Linked DNA regions of Mus musculus: regions 2 and 3 are each linked to region 1. A link is a contact called in public HiChIP or PLAC-seq and promoter capture Hi-C data. All regions are on one chromosome and are shown on one strand. Each heading gives the region's core, a stretch centred on a gene start, on an enhancer-like site or on the middle of the called end of the contact. The rest is flanking DNA. Distances are from core to core; before and after follow the strand shown. Region 1 holds the start of Notch4 (notch 4). Region 2 holds the start of Slc44a4 (solute carrier family 44, member 4). Region 3 holds the start of 1110038B12Rik (RIKEN cDNA 1110038B12 gene).

What was found. HiChIP or PLAC-seq counts read pairs in DNA pulled down with a chosen protein or histone mark. Capture Hi-C pulls out chosen DNA fragments and counts their contacts.
Region 2: a contact with region 1 is called in a promoter capture Hi-C map of pancreatic islet. The contact joins the promoter of Slc44a4 here to the promoter of Notch4 in region 1. A contact is called at or near these places in 3 of 39 promoter capture datasets (cranial neural crest, frontonasal cranial neural crest and hippocampal neurons), 2 of 115 datasets of contacts at active chromatin or transcription factors (bone marrow-derived macrophages and pancreatic cancer cells) and 2 of 9 other capture datasets (embryonic stem cells and pancreatic islet).
Region 3: a contact with region 1 is called in an H3K4me3 HiChIP or PLAC-seq map of embryonic stem cells, with 2.9 times the contacts expected there. The contact joins the promoter of 1110038B12Rik here to the promoter of Notch4 in region 1. A contact is called at or near these places in 1 of 484 Hi-C or Micro-C datasets (embryonic stem cells) and 3 of 115 datasets of contacts at active chromatin or transcription factors (embryonic stem cells, pancreatic cancer cells and stem cell-derived neural progenitor cells).

What each region holds. Positions count from the first base shown.
Region 1 is chr17:34,562,583-34,566,546 of GRCm38.p6, reverse strand. Notch4 (notch 4) reads right to left here and starts at 2,252. Exons shown (of 30, transcript NM_010929.2): 1 at 2,038-2,252; 2 at 1,165-1,246; 3 at 779-1,074. The coding sequence starts at 2,101.
Region 2 is chr17:34,912,663-34,917,280 of GRCm38.p6, reverse strand. It overlaps Slc44a4 (solute carrier family 44, member 4), which reads right to left and starts at 2,815. Exons shown (of 21, transcript NM_023557.3): 1 at 2,761-2,815; 2 at 586-634. The coding sequence starts at 2,794. Ehmt2 (euchromatic histone lysine N-methyltransferase 2) reads right to left here. Exons shown (of 27, transcript NM_145830.3): 26 at 4,472-4,618; 27 at 3,208-3,641. The coding sequence ends at 3,461.
Region 3 is chr17:34,951,125-34,955,108 of GRCm38.p6, reverse strand. 1110038B12Rik (RIKEN cDNA 1110038B12 gene) reads left to right here and starts at 2,638. Exons shown (of 4, transcript NR_015536.1): 1 at 2,638-2,757; 2 at 2,936-2,973; 3 at 3,184-3,224. LOC115488834 (a small nucleolar RNA gene) reads left to right here and starts at 3,034; the gene lies at 3,034-3,096. It also overlaps the pseudogene Gm8696.

The DNA of each region.
Region 1 (3,964 bases), core at 1,003-3,502:
GAAGCAGGTGCTACCTACGGAGCAGTCTTGCTGGCCCGACTGTCCCGTTCTTTACTTTTTTCCATTTTACAGATTTTTTTTACATGTTTACGAGTGTTTTGCATATGTCTGTATGTCTGTGCACCACATGTGTGCCCAACACCTGCAGTGGCCAGAAGGTATGTCTTTGAGGGAGTTTACAGATTGGGAAAATTGAAGTGGGGAAAGCTACTCTGAATGTGGGCAGCACTATTCCCGTATTGCTGTTCCGGACTTGCATAAAAAGCAAGCAAGCCGTGTACCAGCACTTATCTACGTCTGTGTGCTAGTTAGTTGTGTCTACCAATTTGCCACAACCCAGATCACCGGAGAAGAAAGCCTCAGTTGAGGAATTGCCTAGGTCAGGTTGCCCTGTGGGCTTGTCTTTGGGATCCTCTAGACTGATAATTGATGCAGAAGGGCTCAGCCCACTGTGGGCAGCACCATTCCCTATGCGTGGCATCATTCCCTAGGTGAGGGTCTCAAACTATGCATGGCAGGAGAACGCTAGATGAGACCAAGCAAGCAAGGGTGTTGCCGTTCTCTCTGCTCTTGACTGTAAATCTTGTATGATCTGGCAGCTTTGGGTTTCTGTTCAATATTAGGCTGTCACCTCTACCAGGACTTCCCTACCAGGATGCTGAACCCTCAGACCTTGAGCCTGGATAAAGCCTTCCTTCCTTCAGGCAGCTACTGCCATTGTGGGGAGTTGAGTCACAGCAACAAGAATGACTTACAGGCTCCTCCTGATTGTACTTACCTGTCCACCCAGGCTCGCAGGAGCACTGTGGGCGGCCTGAGGCCTGAACATAGCAGTGACCCCCGTTGGAACAGAAAGAAGGTGGACAGAGCTCTTCCAGATGGGTTTGGCATCGATCACCGGTGAAGCCAGAGGGGCAGGTGCAGGAGAAGTGAGGGGTCAGTGGAGAAGTAGGACTACGGGAGCTTGGGGGTGTGGGGAGCAGGGCTTGGCAGCTGCCACCATTCTTGCAGAGTTGGGTATCCCTGCAGGGGTCAGGAAACTGGCAAGTCTCACCCAGAAATCCAGGGGCACACCTAGGGGTAGAGGGACATTTCAGGCCAGTGATTCCCCCTCCTCCTCCCCGTCCTGTCTCCCCAGGTCCCGCTCCTATGATGCACACTCACTGGCAGATCCCTTGTCCCCGAGATAGCCTCAGGCAGGTGCCTCCGTTGGCACAGGGCTCTGGGGATCCTCCACACAGAAGCTCTGGAGAAGAGACTGGAAGATGAGATGGAGCCCAGGGTCCAAGGGTCTCCAGATGGCTTGCCCTTCCTCCACCAGGTCCTCCTTACAGGCCACTGACCAGCAGCTCAGCACTCCCCCACCCCATGTTACCCAGGTGCATGGTGCTCTATCATTCTCTCTCTCTCCTTCACACCCCAGTCCCAGTCTCCACAGGGTCCCCTTGTCCCAGCCTTGTCCCAGGCCTTCCATTCATAGCTTGTTATTCTTCCCACCCCTTTCCTGTTTATTCTCCAGTCTCCCAAGTTCAGCCCAGCTCCATCCCCCGGAAGCAGGGCAACAGGGCTTAGGAGGGAGCCAAGAGCGCTCCTGGGATGTGAATGGCTGAGACACCTAAGGGATTTCCTTCAGGAAAGGCCAGCAATGAGCCACTGGGGTTGGGGACATCTGGACAGAAAGGGAGCCGGTGGGCTCTTCTCTGTCTCCATCTCTTGCTTCTCACTCCTCTCTTCCCCATATCAGGCAGTCCATTTTTTCTCCTGTTTGTCTGTCTGTTCCTCTTACTTCAGAACCAGCTGGCTTCTCCCTGGGCATGGACACCCTCCTTCCCACCCAACAGCAGGCACCACCCCTAGCACCAGGCACAAACCTGGGTCTCCTGTAGCCCCGGAGTCAGTCAGCCCTCCCTGCAGGTTGTCCCCATTAGAGGGGACAGAATCTCCTCCCTCCAGTGTCCTTTCAGAGCCTGGGACTTGGCTTTCTTCCCTGACCTCACCAAGCATCTCCCCAAGAGAGATATGCCCCCACCCCCTCACCTCTGGTCAGGATGACAGGGAAATTGAGTGGCAAGAGCAGCAGCAGCAGCAACTGGGGCTGCATTCCAGAGCGCCTGCCCCTGGCCCGGATCTCCTCTCCCTCTTCAGGCAGGGACCCTCAGAGCCCTTGTGGCCAGGCAAGGCCACCTCCTCTGCCTCTACCGCCCTTCTTCCTCCTGAGCCTGCTGCACGCCTCAGTCTGAGCTGTTTCCTGAGTCACACAATGTCCTGGACACCCTACTGATGGGGGGTGGGGGGAGCGAGAGGTTGGTGTGTGTGTGAAGGAAGACAAGGGAGAGTAAGAGAGGGGCGTGGCTGGCCGGGAGGGGAGCTGGTTTGCTCTTAGGGCCCAGGGTGGGGGGTCAGCCAAATGGGGGAGTTCCTGTCATTTTAATGGTCAATACGGCTTCCTTTTCACAGGACTGGGAGTGGCAAGGGAATGCTACTGTGACCCAGGAAGGGCAGGTCTTAGACAGAGGTGTTGGGACAAGGGGAGGATTCTCAGTTTCTGGTGTGACACACCCTCTTTTCAAAGGAGCAGCAACGTGTCTTGAACTGAAACCGGTCACTTTGGCAAACCCAGGGGATCTTTAGACCTTTCCTTGGCTCTTTCTGGGGGTGTTAGTTTTTTTTTTTTTTTTTAAAGATTTATTTATTTATTTATTTATTTATTATATGTAAGTACACTGTAGCTGTCCTCAGACACTCCAGAAGAGAGAATCAGATCTTGTTACGGATGGTTGTGAGCCACCATGTGGTGGCTTGACCTTCGGAAGAGCAGTCGGGTGCTCTTACCCACTGAGCCATCTCACCAGCCCGGGGTGTTAGTTTTTTAAAAAGGTATTTTGAGACAAGATCTCACTGTGCGCAACATCCTGGCTGTGCGAATCGTCCTGGCTGGCCTGGAACCTGTGGGATCCTTCTGCAGCTGCCACCTGGGTGCTGAGGTTACAGGCACATGACTCCATGCCTGGCTTTTTCCTGGGGAGTGGACAGGACGCTGGGCCCTCCTCCGAGTGGAGACGGAACCCAGGCTTCCCGTGTTCTACACTGATACTTTACCACGAGTCTGGAGGCTTGGCCTTCCTTCAGAGAGGAATGTAAAATATTGTCATTACCAATAACAAAGGGACACTCTATTTCATCCACCTCTACCTCTCTCCTCCACAAAGGATGCTGGGGTACAGTCAAGATGTTAGTCAAGACATAAAATTTAAGTCATCTATAAAAAAAGACAACCATAAAGGGAATTCATTACCCCCAAAAGTTCATGCTACCTCCTTTTATCTTTATTAAAAGCAAGCAAGCAAACAAACAAACCCAACCAACCAACCAAATAAAAAACAAAAACACAAAAAAAACAAAAAAACCTCAACTTTGGACAAGGTCTCATTCTGTAGCCCAGGCTGGCCTGGAACTCACCAGGTAGTGGAGGCTAGCCTCAAACTCACGAGCATCCTGCCCCAGTCTCCTAAGTGCTGGGATTACAGTGTGTGCTATAATGCCCAGGGCTCACTCTCCCTGAGGACCCAGCACAGCTTTGGAGTCAGCCATTCTTGGAGCTCTGCAAGCTCTAGGTACGGCCCAGGGTGGAGGAGCTGTCTGCAGGAGCAGGTTGCTCAGCCTCGAGCAGTCCTGGAAGCTGCCTGCAGTAGGATCTGCCTGCTAGGAACACTGACAGTGTGCCCCCACCCCCACCAGGCTGGCCTTGAACTTGCTGTGTTGGTGAGGATGACCTTGAACTCCTGATGCTCCTGCTTCCATCTCCTAATTGCTAGGATTACTGCTGTGCACCGATGTCCCCTTTGTTTACACTGCATTGGAAATCAAACCCTGAGCTTCATGCACCCTGGGCCAGTCCTGGTTCACTGAGCCACTACACACACACACACACACACACACACACACACACACACATATGAATATA
Region 2 (4,618 bases), core at 1,566-4,065, 350 kb before region 1:
ATCATGGAGTGGGGAGTTGGGAGGTGTGGTTTGAGGGGTGGGTTAGTGTTTAGAGGATTGGAGAATGCTAGAAAGATCGGCATTCTTTTTGTTGTTGTTGTTTAGTTTAGTTCAGATTTTTGTTTTTCCAGATAAGGTTTCTCTGTGTAACCCTGGCTGTCCTGGAACTCACTCTATAGACCAGAACTCACTCTGGCCTTGAACTCAGATCCATCTGCCTTTGCCTGGAATTAAAGTGCTGGGATTGAAGATGCCCACCACTACTGTCTGGCAAGATAGACATTCTTTATCTACTTTAAGAAACCTCTTTTTAGGATGAGAATTCTTCTGCTGAAATATTGCACAGATAATAACAAACATACATACATACATAGAGAGAGAGAGAGAGAGAGATCATGTGCAGTTGCTTCTTTTCCTCACATATACACACACCTGAGTAGCTAGCACCCAAGTCCAGAAGTAGAGTGACCCAGTACCCCGAGTCCCCTCAAGTCCTTCTAGACAACACAGATGCCTCAGGGGACCAGGTTCTTGCATTAAACCAAATCCTCCCCACATCTCTCGGGGCCACTGCCCGTAGCTCACCTGTTTTTGATGGGGCCTCGAAAGGAGGGGTCATATTTGGCCGAATTCCCTGGAGGGGGGAGTAGAGAATAAGGCATTGAGGGTCTCTTCCCCCACATCCAGTCGCTCTCAGACACTCAATGGTCCCAGGCGCCTGTCTAGCTCACTAACAGGACTGGACCTGGATTAGCAGTATCCTGGTCAGAGAGCAGCCCCATGGTTGCCAGCTTGTGACTGCTACTGGGCAACAGCTGGGAGGTGGGGCCTTTATTTTTGGCAATCTTAGATATCAAATCTATGGTTTCTTACATGGGAGGCAAGTGCTCTGCCACTAAACTGTAACCACAGCCAACTATTTTATTTATTTATTTACTTTTTTTTTTTTTTTTTGGAGACAGGGTTTCTTTGTAAAGTTTTAGCTTCTTGGAACTATCTCTGTAGCCCAGGCTGGCCTTGAACTCACAGAGATCTGCCTGGCTCTGTCTCCCAGGTGTTGGGATTAAAGGCATGTGTCTCCAGGCCGCAGCCATTTGTTTTAAATTTTACTTTGTATTTCAGACAAGATCTTGCTGAGTTCTCCAAGCTGGACTTAAACTTGCTTCAGCCTCCTGACTGGTTTTTAGAATAAGCTTCTGAAAGTGGTTCTTAAAGGGACTCAAGGCTTCTGAGTAGTGTGTAACCCAGGTTCTGGGACTCCCTCTTAGTGGCTCGCAGACCCCAGTCCTATCTCTGTCCTCCAGCCTGTTCCAAGTCATCTCTGGACTATCCAGTCTGGGAGCCCCTCAGGGGACCATCATCACTTATCTCAGCCCTCTGGCCCAAGGATATGACAAAGAAAGGATAGTAAAGCTATGAAACCCTGCAGGGCAATGGGAGCTCCGAAGACCGCCCCACCACCACCACCCCACTCCGGCTACCGCACGGCTCTGGGTGGCCAGCCAGATTGACACCTGAGCCGGCTGCTGTGGTTGTGGCCTTGTGGCCACGTCCTGTTCCTGGTCCTCCTTGAGTACACAGGGGAGGGGGCGGGGCAGGGCGGGGCCAGGCTGCCAGGGTCCTGGTGGGCACTGAGGGACAGCTGAGGGGTGGGCTAGCCTGGGGCAGGTATCTTCTTTTGTGGGCATTTTGGACTCTGTCCCACCCGGGCTCACAGACACAGGGTCAATGATTGACCCAAGGCTGTTCCAGGAAGTTTTCTGTGCTCTGGCTATTACTCGGTCTTCTAGGGGACACCAGCCCCACCTAGAGGAGGCCCAACCCTCAGCCCTCTCTCTTCCCCGTCCAGTCTCAGGATCTGGGGGAAAGATTTCCAGCCCTTTACTTCAGCAGTTCTGGAAACAGGCCTCCCCTGTTTCCCCTCAGACCTCCCCTTCCACACAGCCCTGGCCCCGATTACTTAAAGTGCTCTAGATACACCAACATACACACTTCTTCCCAACTGAAACCTGAAGGCAGGTGTCAGTTGTCTCTCCACCTTAGGCCCCACTCCTCACAGGGGTCCTTGCAGGCAGACCCTAGCATCTCGGGGTCCCACCCCAAATTCTCACAAGAATTCCTTTAGTCCACGGTACCTGCCCCCCCCCCTCTGGGACTCTAGCATGCAGACCCCAGCAGCTCAGGGTCCCAGGCCCTCCATTTCACAGGAATCCTAGCAGGCTGACTGCAGAAGTTTGGGGTTCCAGCCCCCTACTCCTCAAAGGACTTTATTAGTTCAGAGGCCCATCTCCCCAACTCTTCACACAGATCCCAACAGGAGTCTCAGCTCCTGCCTCTTCACAGGGTGTGGGTTGACAGACACCCCCCCCCCCAGCAACCACAGCGCAGGACACTGCTGGACTCTAAGTCCAGAGCATCGGGACCCTAACCTGCCTCCTAACCACACAGGCTTTGTTTGCTAGGGCTCTGCCCTCAGGGACCTACAGCCCAGGCCTGACCTCCCCACTCCGCTGGCCACACAGGGACGCCAGCCCCAACTCCTGCTCATCCAGGTTCCATTTAGTATGCAAGATCTTTCTGGCGGCTCAGACCATCCTTCCAGGACCTGATTCTGTCTCTTTTCCTTGACTCCTGTTTTCCTGTAGCCGCTCCTCAGAGACCCAGGACTCCAGTTCCTCTGTCAGGATCCAACCTCAGCTGCCATGGCTGCAGAGCCCGGCCACCTCTCTCCAGAGCCCGGGCCTCTGCCCCTAGCCTTACCGTGAGCCTCGTTCTCATTCTGCTTTCTCCCCATGGCTCAGTCTCCGGAGTGATTGGAGCCACGGAGACCTAGCCGCTCACCTGCCGCCCGCCCCGCCCTCCCTCCCAGACGTCACAGCCCCGCCCCTGCCTGTGGTCCTCTACAGTTCCTTTTTCAGATCTCAACTCTTGACCAGCCCAGGGGTACCAGGGCTCAGAACTGGGTCCCAGGAGCTGCTTACCGGGTCTGCTACGGACCGCAGCAGGAAGAAACCGGAGCACTTTGATAAGGAAACACTGCATAATTGTTTAGAGTACTTCAACTGTGGCACACCCAAACCTCTAGGTTGTGATTTGCTTTTCCTTAAACCCCTGTGGCCAGTGGGTGCCCCACAGCTGTTCTCTTCCACCCCACAGCCACAGCTTGCTTCCTACCCAACTGTCCCCTCAGCCCCATAGTCCTCATCGTCCTGAAACAATCACCAGACAGTTTATTACCAAACCCAACATTTATTGAGAACACAGAAAATCAGCTGGCAGAGGCCCAACTTCAATCAGCTAACTGAGGCCAGGCTCAGTGGGGAAGGCCAGCCCTGAAGTCACTTGCACTCCCAGTGAGAAACCAGCTCTGGGAGAGGGGCCATCGACCTTCCAGGCCTTACTGGGGTCTCTGATGGAGAAATGTCTGAAGGGCAGTGCCCGGCCTGGATTTTAAGAGTCCTCAGGTGTTGATGGGGGGCAGGGAGCTGAGGTCAGGGAGCAGCTCCGGGTGGGGGTCCAGCCGGGCCAGGCGGCTCTGCTCCAGGGCGATGGCCTCCGCTGAATGCTTGCACTTCTCAGAGCCACACTGGCAGGTGAAATACTTGCTCTTGATGTCCCAGAATCGGTCACCGTAGTCAAAGCTGGCAGAGGAAACACAGGAGCTCTTGGCCCTTGGATCTAGACACTTCAAACCCATCTCATAGAGCCCAGGAGCCCTCTTGAGGGATCCACCTTCTTCCACCCAACCACTCCTGCAGATGGACTCCAGGTCCTTGTTGGCTCTGTTGACTCACACTCCCAGAGAACTGTCATAAATGCAGGCTTCTAGCCTTCCTGCCTTGTGACCAGACTCTCCCGAGGCTCTGCGGGAAGTGGGATGCAGCCTGCCCAGGGCCTAGTATACTCAACCATCCAGCCAACCCACACTAGCCCCCATCCCCCTTCTTGTTTTTTGCTTAAGATAGGGTCTCTCTACATAGGCCTGGCTGTCCTGAACTCTGTAGTTAGCCCAGGCTGGCCTTGAATTTGTAGGTACTTCTGCTTCAAGCTCTTTCAAACACTAGCATGACAGGCATGTGATACCAGGGCAACCTGGACTTCTCTTGTTTTGTTTTGACACAGGGTCTCACTCTGTAGCCCAGACTCTTTGTGATCCTCCTGCCTCAGCCTCCTGAGTGCTGTGATCATGAATGTATGTTCCTACTCCTGCCTTACACAGTTTTAACAAGCCTTCCAAGGGACACCTAAGAACACCAAAGGAAGCCGGGTATGGTAGCACACACCTTTAATCCCAGCACTTGGGAGGCAGAGGCAGGCAGATTTCTGAGTTCGAGGCCAGCCTGGTCTACAGAGTGAGTTCCAGGACAGCCAGGACTACACAGAGAAACCCTGTCCCGAAAAACCGGGAAAAAAAAAAAAAAAAAAAAAAGAACACCAAAGGCTGGTCAGTGCCCTCAGGCTGGCTCCTCACCCCAGCTCCTCCCCAGTCCGGATGTCCCTGGAGCTGAAGAAGGCAATGCGTGGGAACCGTAGATCTTGGTGCAGCATGAAAACCCGGACAGGGATGATGTTGGGGTCACACAGGTGGTTAATGAATCGGCTGATGTTGCCATAGTAA
Region 3 (3,984 bases), core at 1,389-3,888, 390 kb before region 1:
CCATCTCTCTTTCCAGGCCTGGTGACGTAGCAGAGCCCTTACCTTGTCCAAGGCTTTTTAAGCAGGCAGAACCTAGGGCACAGAGCTGCTTTCCTCAGAAACCTTTTGACCCCTGGCTCTTCCAGGGTTTTAGTGGGGCAATGCCAGCCTTTGAGAGCTGGGGAGGGTAGGTCAGGGGAGACTGCTTGCCTAGTATATGCATGAGGCACTCAATTCAATCTCCAGCTCCATGGAGAATCAATCGATTTGCTGGGCAAGGTGTAAACTGCATGCAATTCTAACATGTCCAAACAGAAACTTTAAGGCCACCCTAGGGTAAAGATGTCTTCAGTAGTTTTTCAGTCCCTCTTGAGGTGGGCTGTCGTCGAGTCGCGGCGAGGCCGGCACACCGCAGCCATGACAGAGACTGATGTGACTCCGAAGGCCTATCCCCTCGCAGATGCCCACCTCACCAAGAAGCTGCTGGGCCTTGTTCAACAGTCATGTAACTACAAGCAGCTTCGGAAAGGAGCCAATGAAGCCACCAAAACCCCCAACAGAGGCATCTCTGAGTTCACTGTGATGGCAGCAGACGCTGAGCCCTTGGGGATCATCCTGCACCTCCCTCTGCTGTGAGAAGACAAGAATGTCCCCTATGTATTTGTGCGCTCCAAGCAGGCTTTAGGACGGGGCGTGTGGCATCTCCAGGCCAGTCATCGCCTGTTCTGTTACCATCAAAGAAGGCTCTCAACTAAAGCAGCAGATCCAGTCCATTCAGCAGTCTATTGAAAGGCTCTTGGTGTAGGCCGTGGCCTCTGCCCTTTCCTGTCTACTGCCACCCTGTTTGTGTATCATATTGTCTGTTAGCATGTACTACTTTCAACCAGTTACTATTATATTGTACTACATCTGCGTTTAAAAAAAAAAAAAAGAAGTCTTCAGTAATAGTTTAATAGAGGCCAAGGCAATTATGCTCATTAGAGAAGCAGTTAATTCGTAAGCCATTTTACACTGTTAGAGGTCATTTCTGGCTAACGTGCACTCAGTTTGGAACTGAAGAGTCTCTTCCTATAACCCTCCCAGGTGGAACTTGGGCCTAGGAACTGAGAGACTTATCGAACACATAATTACTATAGGATTCTTTTATTTGTTTTTGTTTTTGTTTGTTTTTTGTTTTGTTTTGTTTTTTGAGACAGGGTTTCTCTGTGTAGCCCTGGCTGTCCTGGAACTAACTCTGTAGACCAGGCTGGCCTTGAACTCAGAAATCTGCCTGCCTCTGCCTCCCAAGTACTGGGATTAAAGGCATGTGCCACCACTGCCCGGCTACTATAGGATTCTTAGATTTTAAATTTTAGTTATGTTCTGAGGCACTATCTCATCACTGCGTAGCCCAGGCTGGCCTTGAACTCAAAGAGATCTACCTGCCCCTGCCTCTCAAGTGCTAGGATTAAAGTTGTGCACCACTGCTTCTGGCTAAAATGTATTTTAAAATGAAGATAGAGAAGCGTATAGTGCCTTGCACATGTAATTTCAGCATTTAGGAAAAGGAAGTAGGAATGTTGACCGTCATGGTACAGAATTGCTGTCTCAAAAAAAAAAAAAAAGACAAAGGGGCTGGAGCAGTGGCTCAGTGGTCAGGAGCACTTACTGATCTTTCTAAGGACCTGGCTTCAGTTCCCAGCACCTATCACCAGGTGGCTTACAACTTCCTCTAACACACATAGACACAAATACAATCAATCTAAAAATATTTCTTAAAAGCTGGCCAGTGGTGTTGTATGCCTTTAATCCCAGCACTCAGGGCAGAGGCAAGTAGATATCTGTGAGTTCGAGGCCAGCCTAGTCTACAGAGCAAGTTCCAGGACAGTCAGGGTTACACAGAGAAACCCGGTCTTGAAACCGACCCCCCCCCCCTCTCTCTCTCTCTCTCTCTCTCTCTCTCTCAACATAGTAGTGTGTCACGCCTGTAATTGTAGGCATGGTTGGAACCCATCTTAGACTATGAGCCAGATGTGTGTTTGTGTGTGTGTGGCTTTTATCCCCCTTTAAATAAAAATGTTGGGGCTGGTGAGATGGCTCACCAGTTAAGAGCACTGGTTGCTTTTCCTGAAGTCCTGAGTTCAATTCCCAGCAACCAAATGCTCGTGACCATGTATAAGGGAATCTGATGCCCTCTTCTGGCACGCACGTGTACATGCAGCAGAGCACTCAGTAATCTTTTTTTTTTCTTTTTTTTTTCTTTTTAACGGAGAGCAGAAGCTGAGGTGCAAATTCAGATTTTTCTGCTAGGTGTAGGCAATATGAGTCCTCCTGGGTAGACTGGATCCAAACATGAGTACAGAATCCGCAAAGCCATAAGCCTAAAGGAGACCAAAGAGCTGACCTATCCTGTAGGAGCTCCAGGGTCTTTACCCAATCTTGGCCGATTAGGCTGCCTGTTTCTTTCTTTCTTTTTTTTTTTTCTTTCCTTTGGATTGGTAGTTTATCAAATTGTCGTCATATACATGATTCTCTACTTAGGACAGTAAGAAACATGATTCCTCTTTGTTCCCTTCGCATTTGTCAGCGCGATCAAGTCAGGCATATGAGAAGACGACTATGTCCGTCAGGACCCCCGGGCCAGGCGTGGGTATAAATGGCCGAGGCGGGCGGCACACGGGTCTCTTTGTGCACCCGCCCACACGGTTTGCCGTGTTTTCACCCTTCTTTGTTCTCCACCGGTCTGGGCAGGGTCTGAGGACTCCGGAGAGCAAGGCATGGGTCCGCCTCGTGCCGCAGGTATCCTGGGGTCCTGTGGGGAGGGCTCTGCGGTGTGGGGCCGGGTATGATGACCCACATTTACAGACTAGAGTTTCTGATGTCCACGTGACGCCACTCCTTGTAACTGACCCAGGCCGGGGTGGGGGCTGCAGGCCGGGGTCTCTACGACCTGTGCTCATTCAATGATCTCTTCCAGGTTCCTGGCCCACGCCAGCCGTACCCAGTAGCACAATGGTAAGCGCATGCTGGCGAGAGGTAGGCGGTGTGAGGAGGGGCTGGTTTCGGGGAGAGGACAGTAATGATGATTTCTGGTGATTCTGAGTGTCTCGCTGACGCCATCACCGCAGCGCGCTGACCGTCCCCGGGTCCAAAATCGGCAGTGGCGTGGGTTTTGAGTGGCCTAGAGTTCTGAGTAATTTACCTCTGTGTCTTGCTTTCTGGTAGGGATTTGAGGACACACGCCAGCTGCCTACACCTGAAGAAAGGTTAGTCTTAGGTTTCACTGGCATGCTTGTCTCTTGGCTTGACTTTTTGGAAGGGGTGGATTCGAGACAGGGTTTCTCCATGTAGCCCTGATCTCAGATCCGCCTGCCTCTACTCTCTGGAATTAAATGCATACAGCACCACCGACTGGCCCTTGTTTTGTTCTTAATATCCTGCCTGCATTAGCCAGTCTCCAAGCAAGCTACCACCCAGCCATCTTTTTGTTTTTAGATCTTAACTAATCTCCCTAACTCTAAATCTATGGTGGATCCAGGAGCTGCCTTGATTATTTCTTGTGCCTTTAAGTTCTGTATGCTAGTCCACGGCAGTGGGTCTCAGCCTTCCTGAGGGCCTTTAATGCAGTTCCTCGGGCTGTGATGTTCCTAACCATCGGTTTTATTTTCCTTGTATCTTCATAACTAAAGTTTGCTATTGTGATAACACAGGCTGTCCTGTCTGGGACCCCTATGTAAGGGTTCCTTGGTGACACAGGTTGAGAGCCACTGTTTTAGACTATGCTTTTGGGTATTTAGACGGGCTCTCAATTCAGGATGGCCTTAGTCCTGGCTCCAACCACCTTTTTTTTTTTTTTTTTAAGATTTAGATGTTTGTGAGTACACTATTGCTGTCTTCAGACACACCAGAAGAGGGCGTCAGATCCCATTACACATGGTTATGAGCCATCTCTCCGGCCCATGCCACCTTTTTTCGTTAAAGGTTTTAGCAGTTAAATTTCAGTCCCCAGGAGTTTTGGCTTTATAT